Linked DNA regions of Zea mays: regions 2 and 3 are each linked to region 1. The links are chromatin contacts, called in public Hi-C maps. All regions are on one chromosome and are shown on one strand. Each heading gives the region's core, a stretch centred on a gene start, on an enhancer-like site or on the middle of the called end of the contact. The rest is flanking DNA. Distances are from core to core; before and after follow the strand shown.

The links. A called contact is a pair of places that touch in the nucleus more often than the background predicts.
Region 2: a contact with region 1 is called in a Hi-C map of leaf, with 2.8 times the contacts expected there. The contact joins the promoter of LOC542139 here to the promoter of LOC100383186 in region 1. A contact is called at or near these places in 9 of 25 Hi-C or Micro-C datasets (bundle sheath, ear, leaf and 3 more).
Region 3: a Hi-C map of leaf shows a contact between it and region 1, with 5 times the contacts expected there. The contact joins the promoter of LOC100192010 here to the promoter of LOC100383186 in region 1. A contact is called at or near these places in 6 of 25 Hi-C or Micro-C datasets (bundle sheath, ear, leaf and 1 more).

Annotation. Positions count from the first base shown.
Region 1 is chr3:203,212,392-203,217,039 of Zm-B73-REFERENCE-NAM-5.0, reverse strand. It overlaps LOC100383186, which reads right to left and starts at 1,822. Exons shown (of 1, transcript NM_001175849.1): 1 at 297-1,822. The coding sequence starts at 1,755. The coding sequence ends at 739.
Region 2 is chr3:203,527,553-203,532,200 of Zm-B73-REFERENCE-NAM-5.0, reverse strand. LOC542139 (cellulose synthase 11) reads right to left here and starts at 2,220. Exons shown (of 13, transcript NM_001111766.2): 1 at 1,978-2,220; 2 at 1,779-1,888; 3 at 1,618-1,669; 4 at 1,377-1,524; 5 at 431-697; 6 at 1-337. The coding sequence starts at 2,146.
Region 3 is chr3:202,896,350-202,900,997 of Zm-B73-REFERENCE-NAM-5.0, reverse strand. LOC100192010 (50S ribosomal protein L13, chloroplastic-like) reads right to left here and starts at 2,069. Exons shown (of 4, transcript NM_001137434.3): 1 at 1,739-2,069; 2 at 1,070-1,255; 3 at 333-503. The coding sequence starts at 1,963. LOC100285659 reads right to left here. Exons shown (of 6, transcript NM_001158550.2): 2 at 4,071-4,297; 3 at 3,808-3,984; 4 at 3,560-3,715; 5 at 3,132-3,408; 6 at 2,384-3,025. The coding sequence ends at 2,769.

The DNA of each region.
Region 1 (4,648 bases), core at 573-3,072:
TTTGAATCCTTGTTTATGTATAGTTTTAGCTTTTTTTTACCGTGTGACTGTAGAAGTAGACTGGATAAATCTGTCGCCGTCCGTTTCCTATCCTGAACAATTTGCGAGTTCAGGACTTCACGCACAGCCCTATGAGTTGCGTGTCCTTCCTTACGTCCACAATATAAAACAACAAACGAACAAAAACGAAAACAGTGAAAGGAGAAAAAAGAACCTGGAAAACTGTGAGGCCTGGTGCCTCTGGCCACATCAACTGTTCACACTTTCAAACAAAAGCCGGAAGTCGGCAGCTATTTGAACTCTAGAAACTGGAGATCTTGGAATCTTTTGCATGCGATACATGCCGCCAAATTACAGGACTGGAGCATACGGTTCCAAGTGCATGAAACGAGTAGCGTTATTTTTGTCCCTTTCATGCATTTCACTACCTGAAGCTGGGCTGACAAACACACAATACTCAAGACTCAAGAAGCACGCAATACTGCAGTGCGCGCACGCCCGCAAACAACAGAGCACCTCAAAAGCGAGGGCGGGTACGCCCTCACAGCAACAGGCCACAGCTTTTCCGCGGCCACGCGTGAAAAGGCCACGTCGGCACGTAGGCCCAGAAAAATAACGCGTGGAAATCAGCGTCCACGTCGGCTCCGGACACGCCATGATGGATGCCGACGCCCGCAGGGGTGCGGTGCGGATTCCGAGCCGGTTGGTGGTCTGGTAGCACGGCAGCAGCCAGCAGGCTCAGCCGCTCAGGTGCGCAGTGCGCTGCGGCGGGGCGGTGGCAGTGGCACGGGAGGCGTTGTTGAGCTCGAACCAGACCTGCCGGAAGACCTTGACGATGCAGTCGTGGTGCTCGTCGGCGTTGAGCGACAGGTAGCACGCCAGCAGCGTCTCCAGCTCGTCGGGACGCCCCACCATGCGCTTGCTCGCGATCATCTCCACCATGGACGCCCGGAACGCGCGATGCGGGTCCCGCGTCCGCCGCACCACCGCGAACCGCTCCAGCTCCGACACCGCCGCGGCAGGCGGCCTAGGCGAGCGCACACGCACCGTGGCCTTCGCCGAGGAGAACGACCGCCGCCCGCTGACGGCGCGCCGGCGCCGGCGCCGGCGGTTCCGTGCCGTCGTCCGCTTCTCCTCGTCCGTGTCGGAATCGGAAGGCAGTGGGGGCAGCGTCGGCGTCAGCGTCCGCACCGGCGCCGGTGTCGGCGGCGCCGCCTTCGGGTTCGGGGAGAGGGAGACGAGGTGGCCGAGGTGAGGAAGGTCGCGGTCGCCACCGACCGAGTAGTGGCGACGACTGTGGTACAGCTGCCGCGCGGTCGCGGTCGCGGCCTCGGTCCTGGCGTCATCGTTGCCCACCGAGCGGCGGCGCGGGGCGATGCCTGCCACCGTGTCCCCGCCGGTAGCGTCGTCGCGACGGCAAGGGACAATGCCGGCTGCCTCTGCGTCGGCGGCGGATGATGACGAAGAGGCCAGGCTCAGGCTGCTTCGCGACGCCGACGCGGTGCTGGGGCTGGCGGGCTTGTGGAAGCAGGACGGGAATGCGGTGGCGGCCTGAGCCGTGTTCTTCGCCGCGGACGACGTCGCATGCACGACCTTGGTAGCGGGCACGCCGTTCCTGGCCGTGAGCTTGGCAAGCCATGCCAGGGGCAAGAAGGACGAGAAGCTGGCCTTGCTCTTCCCCTTGCTCTCTTGCTCCAGTGGTTGCAGGGATTCCTTGTGCCGTTGCTTACAGCTGCTTCTAAGTCCCCACCTCATGGCTGCGCGGCCGGGCAACAACTGGGGTTCTTGACGAGTTGGCGTTTCGTAGCTTGGGCGCTTTGGCTGGCTCTTCACCTTGGAGGCTGCAGGGCAGTGTTTGAGAGGGGCTGGGATTTTAAAGTGGGAGGTTTTTGGCGGGCTCAAGGCTCATGGGGAATGTGAGGTGGTTGGTGTGGCCGTGAGCCGTCTGGGTGCTATCGGAGATTTGCAACTTTCCGTAGAACAAAACGAAAGAAAGAGATTTGCAACGCAACTTGAGTTTTGAACTGTGAAGTGGTGAGAGCTTTCTGCCACGCCACAAGAAGTAGGGGCGAAAGTGCCTGTTTCACTTTTTTTCTTTCTCGGCGCTTCTTTCTCGTGCATGCGTGCTCCTGGGCTATGGCTGATTGATTTCCGTGATTGATGCCAGTGATTTTGAAGCCCTCTGGGCAGGAAAGGAGTACAAGTGTAACAGCGTGCTGCTACTATCTCTCGCTGTTTTTTCTTCTTCTTTTTTTCTAATAGGGGGGCCATGCAGATTAAAGAACAAGTGCCGGTCGTACCGCACTGCAGCCTTGCAGGAGTATGTGCAGTGCCTGCCGGAACATGGGCCCGAGCGAGTGTGCGGGCGGATTCTGTGCTTACCAAGATCTTGGACATCGTCCCACCTAATATCAGATCAGGAGATTGGCTGTGCATGGCTGGCACTAGTTCAACTGCTTAAGATCCGGTGTGACCCGCCCGACAGACCTTTGCGTGCGTGCGTGCGTGCGTGCGCCTGCGGCCTGCGCGCATGGATTTCGCTAGGGCCATCTTTGCGTGCACGCTCCTCCAATTGCTGGTCGTGGCACTGGCACACAACGACAGACACACAAAGCACCTCCAACGAGCAACCTCACACACACACACACCCCATGGCCCATGGACCATGCATGCACACACAAAAACACCGCCACGCGCCATGCGTTTCTTCTTCTCATCCCGGAGGCGGAGGAGCTCGCGCCACCCACCGACAGACAGTCGCACAGAAGTGCAGAAGCAGCGCGCGAGTGGCAGTGGCAGACACGCGCAGCGCAGATTGGGAAATTCGGACATGTCTGCTCCCGGCTACTGTTCCCGTTATTTCTCGCTGCGCCGCCTCTGCTGGTGCGCAGCAGCGAAGCCGAAGCGAGCACCGCCTGGCCTCGCGGCTTCATTGTTTGAATCGAACGGCGTCCGGGCGTCCTGCCACCCGGCGCCTTTTCCAGTTTTCTGACCGGCGACACGACGGCGGTCCATGGTAATAGTAAAGGAGTAAAAAGTAAAAAAAAAAACCGATGGTCCTGAGCAGATGCGGCGATGCGACAAACTTCTGGGGACGGTAAGCAGTAAAAAAGACTGATCGAGGTCCGCCTGCGTGCTTCTAAAAGCTTCTGATGCGCGCGGCACGCTGTTTCTGTGAATGAAGTATTCACAACTAATGCTTGTGTTGCGGAGGTCGCATTACTGTCTCACAATGCTACAAGCCTACTACAGAGGTTTCCGCTTTCCAGTACGCGTGGTCTGCTTGGCGTCGGTCGGACGAGGCGAGGTCTAGTACACCTTTGGTTCAAGCTACATGCCCAGCGCAGCGCTTACACATGACACGGCTCTGTTCTGTGGCACCCGGGCATGCAATGCAGTGCAGGTCAGTCAGCTGGTCCATGGCTCCATGCATCCCAAAAGGCAAGCTCTTCTGATAGCAACGTCTTTAATTCATCCATTCATCAGACACATGCCGCCAGGGCAGTCGATTCATCATCGGCGGTCTCGTACTCTCGTCCATGTGCATGTGCTCGGTCGTCTCCGTTCAAAAAATCGCCGTCTCCCTTTTTGTTGTCCTTTTTTTTCCTGCCGTAGCAAAGCTGTAGGCTCACTTTTAGCCATGCAATGCAGCGTGCCTCAAGAATTCGAATCGGAGTAGAGTAGATTGGGGGTGGGGCTCCTTCCCGTCCGGTTTTCGTTTACGGCACACTAGTACCATGTTTGAAATTTTGAATCCGAGGATGTGAAATGATATATAGTAGGTTTGATAGCTGCAAAACATGTAACCTAGTCGAGGCGTTTGCGCAGAATATGCAGGTATAGTCCAGTCTAGACTAGCTGCTGGTCTGTGGTCGTCTTGCTTTCACCTTTATGACTGTCAATTCACCCGACAAATAATTTAACTTTCCGGCATAAAGTTTAAAGTTTTTTTATTTGAAACAAGAATCTTAAAAAAAATGAAGATGCGGCCTGGTTCGGGTTCTGAAATGTGCTTTCGATAATTGATACACACGATTGACGATCCTAACCCTTTCCGTGGTTTGTAGAGCACAAAGAATTGCAAGGGGAAAAATTGCTTTCCCGGAACAACAGCCCAACGAGGCCCAGTTGTTCTGTCCGCATGGGTTCAACCGTACGGCCCATGAGCAGCGGTGACCAATAGGCAATTGTCTCCCGGCACAGCGAGCGAATTTCCGCAGCCACCATCCGGTTCTCTCCGATCTTGTCCATCCGAAAATCATGCTCGATCAGTGTGAACTGCATGTGCTCAGAAACTTTAATAGACTAGATAAATAGTTTTGTAAAGTTAAATTTAGTTATTATTAGAAGAAAAGTGTCTCCCTTATACCTTAGCTCTATGTCTGCTTCGTTAGCCATACATAATTATGAATTTAGAGAGGTCTTGGACTAGTCTACTTTTTAAAAAAATCTATTTTATAAGTAGCTAAATCAGTAAATTTAGCTAATTTTTTAAAGTTGTGTTGCCCTTCACCGGGACGATGCTAACATGCAAATCTATTTTTTATCTTCATGGTTCTTACCAAAACTATGTTTTTAACTGCAGATAGAGACCAAGTGCTCCTAAGAAGAATTTACTGAGAACATGTAGATTGTTGATAATGATTAA
Region 2 (4,648 bases), core at 971-3,470, 310 kb before region 1:
AGCCCTACGCTCCTTGACAAAAGATGGGTGTATCTTGTCCTTCAAGTAGTCAATTTTCTGTGAGAAGTAGAACTCAGGAGCTCGTGGCTCAATGGCGTACTTCTTGCAAAACGGCACCCACTTTCTAGCATATTCTGCAGTCTCTGCGAGCGATTCAAATGTGAGCATAGCAGAACCATCATCAGATACATAGCATGAGATCTTCTCAACGGGATAGTCCACAGCAAGAATAGACAGCACAGTGTTTGCAGTGATTAGTGGAGGCTCTTTCAATGGATCCACTGTACTGACAAAGAAATCTACAGGTGCTAACCCAGATTCTTCACCATCTCCATATCTGTAACAAACATGAGACAAGGCTTATCAGATCCTGATGGTTGTTGATGCATATATATGATTCTTATGTGCTAGTAGGCTCTAACAAACATACCGTGCAATCAGCCTATCAACATAAGTCTCACGATTGATAGGATACCACTTCGGGAATTGATCCAATATCCAGGAGAAACCAAACCAGATCTCACATATAACTGATGTCATCCAGAGACCAAAGGCACTGTTAACAGGATTGGTGATACGGTAGTGAAAGAAGAGCCCAAGAACAATTAACCGCATAATGATCACTGCTCTGTAAGGTGTGAGCTTGTTCTTTGATATTGGGATGACCCGGGAGAGTGGCTCATATGCATCTGTCAAGCTGCAAAATTGTTTGTTGTTACAACATGTACAGAGATAGAAACGTCACATTTTAGTGAAAGTTATCACAAAGGCTTCAAACAATAAATGATGAGATTGAGACCTTTCAGGCATCTTATCAGAAATTAGGTACAGAGTTAAAAATATTGCGAAATAGGCTAGGATAGAGTTCACTTGTGCTAGATTGAACAGAAAACCAGATCTTGGGAAACGCTAGTGGTACTAAATAAATAAATGTCAATAGGCCAGGCTTAGTATCTGATTGAGGTGTCGTCGTGTTGAGTTAGGTTAAAATGAGGCCTGATAATGAGATATGAAACATAAATATGTATGTCACCATCCACAATTATTTCAGTGCTTTGGTTTACTAATTTCTACTCCAGTATAGCGAAGTCCATGCTTTAATGTCCTAAAAACAGTATATACACGGCACAGCAAGTTCAATTTCATCACACAAGTTCTGGGATCTAGTAAGATAAAGCTAACTTTGACGTATGTGAGAGAACCTCAATGTTGCCATTATATTAGAACAATGATCAGCTAAAAGCATTCTTAGTTTCACCTAATCAAGTATCATTTAACATTCGCAGTTCATTTATAATATCACTCTATGCATGGAGAAGGATAGGCACCTCAACGAGTCATAAAGAAAGATCTATAAATGGACGCTTCATCCTTACTCTTTTTCATCCATGATCTGTTCTTCGACAGGCGGAGGCTGTGCTTTAGCTGCAGTCTTTTTGGCCGAGGCTTTCTTCTCATTCTTCTTTTCCTTCCAACTCTCCACCCTGTTCTTCCAGATGGGCTTACCAGATTCATCATTCAATTCTGCAAATTCATAGTAAGGGTTGAAATTTCACTACCCCCACACCATCAGAAACAAAGGAAACAGGACGTAAATTATGAAGCAAGTAACCTTACCACTACCAATTCCCGACAAGCTGCTCATGGTCCTGGCGTGGCTTACTTCATCCTATTCCAGCAAAACTCAGTTACCCACAAAGTAAAAAATGACCAGAGTTTTCTAGAGACATCAGTTGCAGTGGCACACTGAACTGAACAAACAGAGAGGGGAAAACCACCTGGCGATCATTGAGGTGGCTGCCCATGGTGACCCTCTCACGCAGGCCACCGGCGGTGTGGTGGTTCTCCACCACCTCCTCCTCCGCCTCGGTTCCCTCGCTGGCGCGCGCTGGAACAGAGAGCGGTCGCATACACGTTAGCATTACCTCCCGAAAACCGGCAAAAGAAAACAGTACGATTCCGATACTCGCGACGCACCTGGGTTGATAGCGGCGTAGTCCCCTCCGCAGCGCGCGCATGTGGTGCGGCCCTCGGCGGCGTCCTCGTCGAGGCACGCCCTGCAGAGCGCGTAGCTGCACGCGCGGCAGGCAGCGCGCGCGTCGTCCCCGCACGCCGCGCAGGACTGGGCCGCCGCCGACTCCATCATGGCCCCTCCTCCTCACCCCGACGCGCGGCCTCGGGGATCAGGGTGTGATAGCTGGGTGTTGGGTGTGAGAGAATGGGAGAGAGAGGCTAAGCGTGCCGGAGGTTGGAGGCGTGGTGATATAGCGGTAGCCCATGATCGCGGGGTGATGGAAGCGGTGCGGTGAGGTGGCGCTGGCAGGCGGTGGGTGGAGTTGCGGCGTCGGCGTCGCATTGGCGGGTGGATGGAAAGAATGGAAGCAAAGAGTTGGGTGAGGGGAGGCGCCATGGGGAGGGAGAGGGAGGGGGTGCGTGCGTGCAGCAGGTGGGTTTTTTCCGCGGGGTTTTGCGGGGTTTCGAAGCGAAGACGACGTCGACGGGTGGGGTGATACAGCTTCCGCGCGCGCGGCCGCGCGGGGCGTAACCTGGAAGACGGGCAGATGGGGGGTCGGAGCACGGGGGTGGTTGGTAGGTTCCGTTGATGCGGTGGGGGTGGGTCCGTCAGTGCGGAAAGCCGCAAAGGTTAAACAATCTCTACCTGATGTCTTAGCCCAGATATAAAAAAAAAATCGATCCTGGAATCGGTCTGAAAAACTTCTCTTCTGTTGTGACCGTGTTGCCAGGAGATAAAAACTAATATAAAATATAGATACGGAAGGAGTAACATCACTATCATATGTAAAATCAATATAGTAAAGTATCATCATAACATTAATATTCTATTGACGAAATAAATATCTAATATTATTATAAAACAAATATAAAATATAGATACAAAACGATAAACATCAGTATGATATAAAAAATCGGTGTGCTAAAATATCACCGTAACACTAATATTCTATTGACGATATAAATATATAATATTATTATAAATACGACATGGTCACCCTTGGTAAGTTGAAACAAACATCACTATGACATCTTTGTTGTTTTTTATTTCATGTTGATGGGTAAATATAACTGAGAAACTTTCTATGTTTTCGTGTCCTTATCTACATGTTATGCAACATAATGTTCAGTATAACTGATTGACTTATCCTCAATTATGAGTTTATCCTAAAAAATCAATGAGATGATCCTGCTTTTTTTATGCTTATAAGAAACTAGATGAGTGCCCGTGTGTTGCAACGGAACCACTATATTGCAGCCTTCAAGCACAAGGGATTTACCACTTGCAACAGGCTAGAAGCTCATGTCTTCGGAAAATTCAGAAGAGGCAGAAATAAAAAAACAGAGTCCTTTGAAAGGGCAATAGATTACTGGTTAGGTTGCCTCGTGCTTATATATACACGCGCGCGTCTTGCTGCAGTGCATTTTTCCTGTCCCTGTGGGCTTGGCTTCTGTTCTTCCTACCTTGCGACGCTCATCAGACCAAAAGGAACAAAATCTCGAGTCATCGACGCCCAAGCAATCAAAATTGCCTCTCCAAAATTACCAAGCATGTGCTCGATGGTCTCCAGGCTCATGCCACCCCGGGTCGAGGCCTATCCAATGCACTGCCACTCCTCCACCTTAGTCTCCCTTGCCTCCAAGCCTTCGAGGGGCAGTGGAAGGCCCTCGCGACTCCCCTCGTGCACAACATACGACACAACCCTCGCAGAAGTTGAAGCGACGACGGTCGGTGGAGGACACACCTGGGACCCAATAACCTCCATGGACGATGACGCCAACCCGAATTGACCGACCGCCACCACAGCACTCAGGGGCAAGATGCCCTAGGATGTCGGTGACAGGGTGATGAACGTCACCTCCACCCTGAGCCGTCAACCCCGGCAACGAGACTCTCTCTAGGTTGGATGCTACGGCAGGAGCATCAAGGAGGACCACCTCGAGGACAGTCGCGCCAACCAACTCTTGAGCTGTTGGAGAGGTCGGCACTCCCGCCATAGGAGGGTCGACCATTGTGTCAACAGGCAGGGAGGCCACGACGATCGAAGAAGTTGCCATCACTTGCAACGTAAGGCAAGCACCCCCCATTCGTTGCAAGGGTCGCGCCCTTCACCATATTGTACAACACATATGTGTTGGCAAGGGGAACAAGAAGAAAAACATGGATCAAGCACGAGAGCATGGGATAAAAAGGAGCAGAGTGGAGAAAACCAATATACCTGGAGGAGCGCTTCCCCGTGGTTGTCTTCTTCAGCGCGGCCGCAAAAGGCACGAGATAGGGAACCGCCTCCGTATTTCTCCCATAGCGACACCTCGATGACACAAAGGCCGTCTGTGTTTGCGATTACGCTTGAGGCATCGCATGACGTACATCCGTCGCTAGAGGCGTAGGGGGGGAGGAGAACTGACACTGGCTCCTTCCCCGCACGACACCCTGATGTAACCAAGGGCGCGGGAGGATGCGACGCCACCAGTGTCGCTCCCCCCTCATCATCGTCGGACCTACCCCCTGCCATGAGGTGTTTGGAGGACACAACAAGCATGATGAGGTCTGACACCAGTCCCCCACCTTGGGCTGAGACGTTGGAGTTTACTCAGCGTCCCTAAGGTGGGACGGGCCACCCTCTAAAGTAAG
Region 3 (4,648 bases), core at 820-3,319, 320 kb after region 1:
CGCCGTTAATCCATGTGGATTGAGTGGTATTGAGTCGGTTTAAATCCATAGCAAGTCAAAATCCATCCCAATCCATCCCAACACACCAATCCACATGGAATTGAAATAACCGAACAAGGCCTCACCATTAACTATAGTAGTTCTCAATCTCAAAAGAAAAAATTCACATCTGCTAACTAATACCAAATTGTAATTTTTGGGACCTTAAAATAAAGGTCACCAGGAAATTTGGTTGTCATTTTCATATTTGGCATACATTATAACATGCGCACTAAAACGAGAAAGAGAACATGTAGACCTGAGGCAATCAGCTAGTAGATGTTTTTTCTTACCCTTCCCTTGGGGAGCATGCCACGAACCGCATGTTCAATGATTCTCTCTGGAATTCTTTTCTGAAGTTGGTCAAAAGTTTCTTCTTTCATCCCTCCAGGCCTTCCGGAGTGCCTCCTATAAAGCTTTTGTGACCGCTTTTTACCAGAAACAGCAACCTTATCTGCATTGACCTATGTGAATAGAAAAGGTTGTTAATGACTCTCAGCATTGTAGTGTAACACAATAATGCATATCATCTACTCCATCTGTTCCAAATTATAAGATGTTTTGGTAATTCTAGATACATAGTTGTTACTAAATATCTGGACATGAATTATGTCTAAGTGCGTAGCAAAAGTAATGGATCCAAAAAAAATCCAAAAAGTCTTATAACTTGGAACTGAGGGAATACGTGGTAATGAGCCTTTAGAGATGCACCAGTCACAAAAGGACTATGCTAACATAAACATTAAACACAACTACAGTTGAAGATTATTTGAGGAAGGTTACTCACCTCAGTACCAAATAATCTGAGGGAAGTAAAGCATGTATACTAAGGCCCTGTTTGGAACCTCTACAGCTAATAGTTAGCTGCTAAAATTAGCTATACAGGTTCCAAACACCCACAACTAATTGTTAGCTAACTCACAGTTAACAATTAGTTCATTAGCTGGCTCAACCCAGCTAACAATTTGTTAGCTGGCTACCTGTTAACTGTAGGGATTCCAAACACTATAGGTATTGAGAGAACGCTTACCACAATAACAAAAGCTCCCATGTCTACACTAGGAGTGTAAGTGGGTTCATTCTTTCCCCTGATATGTACTGCAATGGTGGATGCTAGCCTGCCTAGGATCTTGTCTGTTGCATCAACAACATACCATGTCTTCTCGGTAGTTACATGATCTGCAGCCTTAGGATACCAGGTTGTATTCCATATGTCCTGCAAATTAAATCACTGAATCAGATTTCAGTAGACACAATTACTTGTGGAGTAATTCATTAGAAGAAAGAACAAGGCATAGTACAAACAAACCATTCACTTTGTACCCATAGTATTAGTAACTGATCCTAAACAAGTCACAATTATGAACAGGCTGGTTGGCAACCATCAGTTCACTTTGACTTGCATGTCCAATTAAGCTCATTTTTAATGAATTCTCTCTCACCACAAACAGCCCATGGGTAATTTTGGATATGATGGCACATGGCAGATAACATATATAATGTACGCAGTTCTATTGTAACTTGATTGCCCTTCATCATGCACATAAAAGGATAGTCGAAGCCTCTGAGGTGGATTAAGATGGCCACGGTGAAACATGAACAAAATAGGATGGACACTGTCAGTCCAGGGTTACAATCCTGCAAAACGAGCTGTGAAAATGTGCACATTGTTTCAAGAGAGGAAGAGAGAGCGTCGTACGGGGCCGCAGAGCTCGTCTCCCTCGAACATGAAGCGCTGCTCGCGGGGCACGAGCGCGGCGAGCGGCTGCCTCTTCTGCTTGTCGCTCTTCTCGCACCGCACGGCCAGTCCCACCGGGGCGGCCCGGCGCGGCCCCACGGACGCGGTCCGGGTCAGGCGGCGGTGGTAGTGGCGCGGGGCGAAGGCGGAGGAGAGCAACGTATGGGAGGCGACGGCCGTAGCCATTGCGGCACGGCGAGCGAGCGGCAACAGGAGGAGGATGTGCAGACGGTTGGTTCAGTGGGACGCGGCCATTTTTAGGCGCAGTGGGGAGCGTCAAGCGGATAAGGGGATAGGAGACAAAGAACAGGGAAAGGTTAACAAGAACATATGGGCTTCATGGGCTCAGAACGAAATGCAGATTTGGCCCATTACGACACCTTATCAGCTCATCTGAGATTTAAACGCTTCCTTTGAAACTCTTCCCAAACTCAGAATAATGGCGGTTCCATAATTCCATCTAAAAAAAAGAAATTCAATGTATTACTATTGGGCAAAGGGAGCTGCATTAACAAAATATAGCTTCAGACAGGACCATATTTTTTTCAAACGATTCCGCTGTTCAAGTACCAATTAGAAACATCGGTAATCAGAGAAATTCTCGAGTCCAAATAAAATGACGGGAACAGAACTTCCATTGCTGCTAGTTTCCGCGACAACCATCAGCAGCAGAAGCCGAATTAATTGATAACGGACACCATTTTCACATGTTCCATCAGGAAACGGAAAGGAGGCAGAAAAGTGTTCATTCTCTTCTAACCAAAGAAAGCATATCTTTTACATATATAGTGGCAACATCGTGTGATTGCGTTGCAGTGAAGCAACAGCTTAACGTGTTTCTGGTTCAGATCCAGGATTCCCTCGCAGGAAGAACGCAAAGATGATAATATACAACAACAAAATTGTGAACCAGAGATGTCGAGTATCGACGATTAGAACCATATGTAAATCAATGGTTAGTTGGCTACCAGCAAATGAACTGGGAGGAAGGTTACGAAGTAGTAGAAGACCCTGAATTTGTCTGTGTAAGAGGTTTTACTTTCCTTGTGTGACCCAAACTATTCACAAGATCCCTGCGAGTGCATACAGGAAACATGCTCAATCCATGCATGTTTAGCCGCCACAAAACGTATGGAAAACTGAGCTGATCACGAGATGTGAAGCGAACCACTTCATTAAACCAAGCACACATGAAATGGTTCGTTGCAGGGGTGAGTTCCCTCACAATAACAGAGGCTTCGGCTAGAGCTGAAAAATCAAACGGGTAAATTCATTATAACAGTTCGGAAAACATATACAGAGATATTCCACAGGAGCAAAAGAACAATTGTTTGAGAAAGATTAACAGACTGACCTTTCAGTCCGTGCAATCTTTTTGTGTCCGGCATTCCATCTTGACGATACCGAGTCAATTGTACCTCTACCTCTTCAGGGGTAGCCTTGTGCTTTTGAACAATAGCTTTCCCCTCATCATATATGTTACTCCGTGCTCCATGTTCAGAGATAGCAAATGTAGAGTTTGTCCTCCAAAGAAGAGCTTCAAGCATTCCTATAGGATCTCTTCGTAATTGGTATTTAGAGTCAACCCATATAGAGTACCTTGCCTCTGTGAAAAGGCGATGAGTCAACATCTGCAAAAATCATGTTAAGTGATTTAGTATCTGAACACACTTTGTTTCCCAATCCTAAAAATAAAATATCAGGCTTAGGAAAGTGAGAATGAGAATTTCTATCATGACAAATTGGTACAGAGGATAGATTATGACATCTTAAGATTTCTACCTTTGGTATCTTCCCATTTAATCGTTGATCTACAAAAGGGAGGCTCCTGACAACAATGATCCGCCACCTTCCTATCATGCTATCATCACCAATTACCTTTCCTTCAGCTTCCTGAGCTGCTAGTGTCACTTCATCCCAGAAAGCAACATAGCAAACCTGCTTTAACATAAGACCATGCGAACTTGTATAATCATCAAATGATGGCTTACTCTGACATTCAATTCTGAAAATAATGGAGAATGCAATACCCTGCCAATAGAAGAATTGGCCATTCCAATAGGTTGATATAGATCATCCCCACCACCAAATGCACAGGTAGACACAACAACTTTACAGGCTCTCATGTATCTCCTGTCCTCCTCAGAAATTTTGAAGCCACCATTGTCGCTGTAGAAACCACAGTGCACACTAACAGTCTCATTCACCTGCAGAAGTATGGAAACACATTAAACATGTCAGGGAGGCGCAACTTTGTGACATCAAAACAGTACGCATAAGTAAGCCTTACGACCTTGAAGCTATCTTCTCTTTCAGCAAGTGTCTGAAATCCTGTAAACAGGTCGAACCTTGTTGCTTCCGCATGTTGCAGTAAATATGTAGAGTTTGCTTCGGAGTGGTATGTGTCATAGTCATCGTCATCAGTTTTGTACGTGATTCTGCTCACCACAGAATCGAGTCTTGTACCCTCCGGGAACACCACATTTGCCAAACTTTTGGGGCTAAGGAGCTTCAAGCAAGCTGTCAATATCAACGACACAAAAACTAATCATGGCACTCTTAACATTCAGTTGTAAGTGAAGTCAAACTAATAAAGAGGCTAAAGACTCTAGTATCAAGCCAGGAAAAGCTTACTGATCTGTGATCTGTCAGAAACATCACACGAAAGAAGATCTCTGGCTAATAAATTAGAAACGGGCAGAAAAGCATTTTCACACTCCTATTCTGCCTGATGTATCACTGGTTTATCAGCGTGCATGGTCTAAAATGTTCAGATCGATCGCCCATGGATATCTAATTAGCTGTGCAAAAACAGAAATCAGCACCGACAAAAGTACGGCATATCGCCGTGCAATGCAGCACTCGCGTTAC